2 separate regions of the Cricetulus griseus genome follow, and region 1 is linked to region 2. A link is a contact called in public Hi-C data. All regions are on one chromosome and are shown on one strand. Each heading gives the region's core, a stretch centred on a gene start, on an enhancer-like site or on the middle of the called end of the contact. The rest is flanking DNA. Distances are from core to core; before and after follow the strand shown.

The links. A called contact is a pair of places that touch in the nucleus more often than the background predicts.
Region 1: a contact with region 2 is called in a Hi-C map of fibroblasts, with 1.7 times the contacts expected there. The contact joins the enhancer-like site here to the promoter of Nox4 in region 2. A contact is called at or near these places in 2 of 8 Hi-C or Micro-C datasets (the CHO-K1 cell line and fibroblasts).

What each region holds. Positions count from the first base shown.
Region 1 is chr3:111,648,712-111,652,148 of CriGri-PICRH-1.0, forward strand. No RefSeq gene overlaps it. Among named protein-coding and RNA genes, the nearest start is that of Nox4, 33 kb to the left of the region's middle. Within about 2 kb of position 1,775, at least 2 of the 6 cell types and tissues checked have open chromatin away from gene starts, as enhancers often do. A contact at or near this core is called in the CHO-K1 cell line and fibroblasts, where this site is marked.
Region 2 is chr3:111,615,047-111,618,749 of CriGri-PICRH-1.0, forward strand. Nox4 (NADPH oxidase 4) reads right to left here and starts at 1,910. Exons shown (of 18, transcript XM_027407585.2): 1 at 1,867-1,910. The coding sequence starts at 1,902.

The DNA.
Region 1 (3,437 bases), core at 525-3,024, 34 kb after region 2:
TCTGCCTTTTCTAATTTTCTTTTGTCAATTAATTCATCACAGGAAAAAGAAATAACTAATACACCCTTAAGGCTAAACTACTGATAAGACCTTGAGAGGCTAAAGTTTTTGTTAGATATATTCCTGTTACCCACCTGATGTTTATCTACACTATATAGAAAGTTTAACAAGCCCATTACACCCACACTTACCTCTGTATTCTAATTGTGATTCTCCAGATTGGAGCTGATTATGTAGAATTCTATTCTATTCTCTGCTGGACTCACTCTTGGTTCTTGTTCCCAACACTGTCTTCAGATATCTGAACACATATGACATCAAGAAACTGGTTGCATATATGGTTTGTATCACTGTCTCTGATTCAAATCTCTACTAAAATCATCCTCCTATGCTTGATTCCTTAAAAAATACTTACGTACTTTCAGAACATCTGTTTTATTTTCTCATCCTATTTTAAACCAGATACTAGCTGGGGCACTGCTTTGGCATGCTTTTATCTATTGCTTCAGCTCCTCTGCTGGTTTTATTTATAAGTTTACCATGTAATTTGGCATTAACTCAACCTGCCTTCCAGCTTAAAAATCATAAATGAGAAAACAACCCACTCTTAGTTTCCCGATACTTGCAGAATATCTTACCAAATCTGCCTCATTTATTTGCTCCCTGTGGTGCTCATGGAAGTTTTTAACACATGCATTGGCTTTGTTGAGAGTTCATAATTTCATTTCCATGTTGGTTAATCTTTTTTTTTTTTTGAGACACTGTTTTAGGGTTTGATTGCTGTGATGAAATACCATGACAAAAGCCACTTGGGCAAAAAAGAGTTTATTCAGCTTACATTCTTAATTTCCACATCACAATTCATCATAAACAGAATCAGACAGAAACTGAAACATATCAGGAAAATGGAGGCAGGAGCTGATCCAGAGACTAAGGTGGAGTGCTGCTGACTGGCTTGCTCCTCATGATTTGCTCAGTATGGTTTATTATAGAACCCAAGGCCAGAAGCCCAGGGATAACACCACCTACAATGGTTTAAAATCACAAATTTATAAACGTCCATACTCCTGCATCTTATAGATGCATGTTCTCAACTGAGACTCCTCTGATGACTGTAGCTTGTTTCAGTCTGACATAAAATTACCCAATACAGTTGCCTTATTTTATTTTTATTGAAAACATTTTAATACATTATGTTTCCCTCCTTCAAATCCTCATAGATCATCCTCACTTCTCTAACCACATGACATTTATTTCTCTCTCTTTAAATCAAACTATCAAAAACAAAACAAACAACAAAACTCCACAAAAGCAAGAGACATCCATACAGTTCAAAAAATAAAAGTAAAACCCCACAAACACAATAAACAGCCAAAAAACCAATAAGACAAAAAAATGTTCAAACAAAACAAAATGAGACAGAGAATTTACAAAACACCATTGAGTTCATTTGTGTTGTTCAGCTACTACTGGGCAAGTGGTTTTCCCTGAAGTATGTAATGTATTTACTGAGACTCCATTGTAGGAAATTGATTTTTTTTGCCATCGGTATAAATTGCATATAGCTTCTTGATCAGGAAAGGGAGCCTATGTCCACCCTCCCTCTCAATGCTGGAATATCTGACTTGAGCCTGTGCAGGCCTTGTGAGTCCTGTTTTAATCTTTATGAGCTCATGTGAGCATCAATCCTGCTGTGTTCATAATATACCATTTCCCTAGAGCGGCCCATCACATCTGGTTCCTACTATATTTCTGCTTCCTTTTCCACCTATGTCACTGAGCCTTGAGGGAAGGACCTTGGTGAAAACATTCCATTTAGGACTGAGTGAGCTCATATGAGCATGAATCATGTTGTGTTTGGAAGATACTATTTCCTTTGAGTCATCTATCATGACTTTCACAATCTTTCTGCCTCCTCTTTTACCTAGATCCCTGAGCCTTTGGGGGAGGACTTTGATGAAAAGATCCCATTTAGGACTGAGTGCTCTGAAGACTGTCACTCTTCAAATATTGTCCACTGTGGGTCTCTATGTTATTTCTAATCTATGGCTCCATCCCCCCTCCCACCAAAAAAAAAAAGAAAAAAACAAAATAAAACAAAACTTCTCTGATGAGGGCTGAGGGAGGCATTGATCTAAGGGTATGCCATTAGGAGTAATTTTATTGGTATGTTCCTTTACCAAAATAATAGTATAAATATTTCTCCTAGGCCCATGACTTATCTGGTCTCAGGTTCTTATCCACTTTAACAGTGTCAGGTGTAGGTTCCATCTCATGGAATCACAAAGTGGTTGGTGGTTGGTTATGTCCATAACATTTGTGCCACTGTTATACCAATATATTTTACAGGCAGGTCACTGCTATATGTCAAAAGATTTGTACATGGGAAATGTTGATGATTGCTTTTCTTCTCCAGTTGCATGCAGAGTAACTTCTATCTAGCTCTATGTTGTTTAATCTTACCTTAATGCCAAGAAAAAAATCTCTGCATTATGATTTTAATTTTTCCTCCCCACAAACTGTGGTAATATCTTTCTTGTACAAATTAAGCCTGTCTGAAGGTCAGAGAATGGACCTCCAGACGTTTATGGTTAGCTAGTAACAAGCTCCATTCTCTGAACTTCAGACAGGCTTTATTTGTACAAGCACATCCCCCATCAAACACCCCCCCCCATGCCACAATCAAATTACTGAAAGTCTTCATGCAAACTTCAAACCACTGTTTGGGTTACTATAATGTTTACTTATGTAAAGCATCTAATGATATGGACAAAAAGCTTTTTGTGAAATTTTGCTTCTGAAAATTGAGTCTTTATGTTTACAGTTCATGCTCCACTTCTACAAGCCTATGAAAATCCACAATTAAAATGTATTTATATTAATTTGGAGAACTCATTTACTTTAAATGAAAAATGTTGTTTCACAGAGTGTTTGGAAGATGCTGCCATATACTGTCTTTTAAATTAATTTATATGTTATTGTGAAATTATGCTCTAAATCTCAATGATTATAGGCTTATAACAACTACCTGATTTTTGTTTTGTTTTATTTTTATTTCACAGTCTCTTGAATGAGAAGTTAAGTAAAAAACACAGCAGGGGTAACTTCTCTGTGATCCTGCTGTCTGGAAGCCCGGTAATATAGACTGAATGTGTCCTCCTTTTAATTCAATCACTAAAATCTTATTTCCCATATGATGTTGCTACCAGATAAGATCTTTTTGCCACAATCAAGTTTATATGAAGTCTTGATGATAATGAGATCCTCTTTATGGAGTTAGTGCCCTTATAAGAAGCAACCAGAGAGTTTCCAAGTACTCCCACTCCACACTCCCTGCTTTACTAACCTAATCACATGAGTATGCAACTGGAATCTTGTAGTAACCCATGTTGAGAGGCTATCTCTTGGAAGCAGCCAACTTGTCCAGTCCATACCTG
Region 2 (3,703 bases), core at 660-3,159:
AATTCTCAATAGAGGAATCTAAAATGGCTGAAAGACACATAACAAAGTGTTCAACATCCTTAGCCATCAGGGAAATGCAAATCAAAACAACTCTGAGATACCATCTTACTCCTGTAGAATGGCTAAAAAAAAACACCAATGACAGTTTATGCTGGAGAGGATGTGGAGAAAGGGGAACACTCCTCCACTGCTGGTGGGAGTGCCAACTTGTACAGCCACTTTGGAAATCAGTATGGCAACTCCTCAAGAAAATGGAATCAGTCTACCACAAGATCCAGCAATTCCACTCCTAGGCATATACCCAAAACAAGCACATTCATACAACAAAGACGATGTTAATAGCAGCACTATTTGTAATAGCCAGAAACTGGAAGCAGCCTAGATGCCCCTCAACAGAAGAATGGATAGAGAAAATGTGGTACATTTACACAATGGAGTACTGCTCAGCGAAAACAAAAACAATGGAATCTTGAAATTTGCAGGAAAATGGATGGAACTAGAAGAAACCATTCTGAGAGAAGTAACCCAATCACAAAATTACAAACATGATATGTACTCACTCATATGTGGATTTTAGACATAGAGTAAAGGATTACCAGCCTACAATCCACACTGCCAGAGAAACTAGTAAACTAGGAGGACCCTACAAGAGATAAACATTGTCCCTTGGAGAAGGAGAAAGGGTCAAGATCCCCTGAGCAAATTGAGAGCATGGGAAGAGGGGGGAGGGAGCTACAAGAATGAGAAGGGAAGAAGAGGAAGGATGCAGAGGTCATGAGGGAGCAGAAAGATTGAGTCAGGTGAAGAATAAAAGAAAGGCTATGTGATAGGTAGGGTTTTAGTTGGGGGGTGGTAGGGGAGGACAGGAGGGAGAAGGGAACTGAGATCATCATGTAAATCAATCTTGTTTCTAATTCAAATATAAAAAATTATTTAAAAAAAAGAAAAATATACCTCCATGTGGCTATCATCTTTCCCACAAGTTAAATGAGGCATCTGTGACAGTGGACATTTGCATTCGTTTCCTGCTGTTGCTGTTACAAATTACTGCAGAATTCTCCATTTCAAACCATCAAAATATTTTTGTTCCCTAACACTTCTGAAGTTCAGAGATCTGAAGTCATTGCTACCGAGTTAAGACCAAGATGTTGACAGGACTATTGACTGAGGTGTTGGTAGAAGATCTGTTCCTTGTCACTCCAGCTTCTAGTAGCTAACAGTAATCTTTGACTTGTGCATGCCTGGTCCTTGACTATGCTGCCGTGGTCATACTATTCTCCTTTCTTTCAACTGCCATTACTCTGTCCTCTAAAGACACATTGTAATTGTAACAAGAACTCAAGTATATAATTTTCTCATATCAAGATCTTTAATCATAACTGCAAAAGCATTTTTCTATATAAAATAACTTTTAAGGGGCCTGAGAATAGATACCAGTTCTTTTAGTGGCAGCTATTAATCACTCTGCTATTATTGCACTTAAATTAATTGCTGTTAATTTTCTTTTTCCTTTTTTTTTTCTCTTTTTGGACTGAAGATGTCAGCCTTATTTTCGACTTTTGAAGAAATCCACTTTAAGGGATAAAAATGTCGCACTTCTAAATAGCATTTCTTTTAGGAACCCACAAATTACATATTAGAAGTATGATTGACAGAGCAGAAAAAATTCTCAAGTTTACTCCCTTTGTTAGCAAATGCCTGATTGCCAAGGCACAGTAGTATTAAAACTCAAAAGGAAGACGATGTGTGTTTTTCCAAGAAACAAAAAGGGAGAAACAAGGAAAAGCCCTTCCCAGGTGCTGTGCAACTGATAGAAAATCCACAACCTTTGAGCAACTAACAGGATAAAAAAGTAGGAAACCTTACCTTATCCCTAAGGCCCTTGGCAAGGAAGATACCCATCAAAGAGCAAGAGAAAAGTAGCCTGGAGGCTTTTGAAGAGTGGGGTGAGTTCCAGACAGTGACTCACTGTCATTTCTATACAAAACAAATGCAGACCACCATGTGACTCAGTCTCTGGGGAATGTCTCCTGTGCACTCACATGGCTATGGCAGCTCCTGAAGGAACAGAGACTTTGGAGAGGCTCTCATGCCCTAGAGGACCGGATGCTGTGCTGAAAAACAAGTCTTACAATGTGAAGGCAAGTTAAGAATTCCAGGGGAAAAAATTCAATCAAAACGTCTTGACTAAAATTGAGTAATAACACATTTTTGTTGGAATTGCCTTTTACCAAAGACTTGTGCAAACTTTTGGAATTCATAGACCAATAAAATTAACAAAAAGATTATTGCTTCAATGTATAATTAAGAACTAAACATCAGCTACCTTCAAGGGCCCTACCCTGCCTAGGGAGTGAGGGTGGATGGGGAGGGGGACAGGTGGAGGTTTGGGGACGAGGGCTGGAGGAAGGGAAGGTGAGGGAGAAGGGGTTGGCATGTGAAGCAAGCTTGTTCCTATTTTGAACTAATAAAAAATGTTGCAAAAAAGAACTAAACATCAATTTATGTCTATAAAATGCATACACATTTGTGCCACAATAATGCACCCATTGACTTGTTACAAAATAAGAAAATGAATTACTGCCAGCACAGACTAACTGAAACATTCCACAATTAGAGAAACTTTTCAAATCTAACAACACACATACCATCTACAAAATGTTAACCATCTTCAACTTCAGTAGAAACTAAAATTTGTTTTTCTTTCAGTTATTTCACAATACACTTCTGATCCTTTATCATTTCATCCCCAAGTATCTTCCATACAATTGGGGGAACCTTCTCCATCTTCAGTTTGCACATGAGTATACTGAGGAACGTGAGTAAATAACCAATGATCCATGATGCCATAACACTATGTAGTAGATTCCCAGAGGCAAATATTCCTGCTTCTCTCTCTACATCATCTCATCATTACTGAACAAGCTGTTGCTTTAGACCACAAGTATGACTATGATTTGCAGTCTTCACAGTCATTCCAGATGTGTAGAGATGTGCCAGTTGGCATTCATGTTGCCAATATAGTGCATATTCTCAGAAGACAATGGTGTCTATTGTTTGTGGTATATTTGTCCTGTTTGGTGTATTGTTTCTCCTAAGCACATCCATTGACTGGATAATTCCCAAATGCTTGTGGAACTCTATTTTTTAATGTTCCAAACAGAAAATTTCCAAAAGCCAAAAAATATTCATAGCACCTAATTCCACATTTCTGGTTGCACACTTGGACAACTTTGAAATGCTAAGAAGATAAGATGATCTAGTATCCTTTTACTTCCTAAATGTCCCTTTCTAAAAGTATCATGGAACTATGAAGCCAAAATCATTAATCTCATGTTAAATGAGAAGATTTTTAGGATTATAATACTATCACAATTTGCCTGGGTATGTGATAGATACTTGTAATCTCAGTAGGCAAGAAGGATGGCAAGTTTGAATTCAATATGGTCTATATGTGTACAAAGATGTTGCCTCAAACAAACAAACAATTAGACAATGTGCAAAGGCACTGGATGGCATTATAGTTTCCATTAGATTTATGAGGAAAACTGAAGCTCCCTCTTTGCTCTTTGAGGTCACCAAGCTTCCTCATGTCCTGGGCCTTTCCATAGCTTGATGCCATAGATTAATATACTGGTTAATGAGTGCCATTGATTAATGTTCATTTCTTTCCCAAGTTGAAAGTTCCCCAAAGATAAGCACT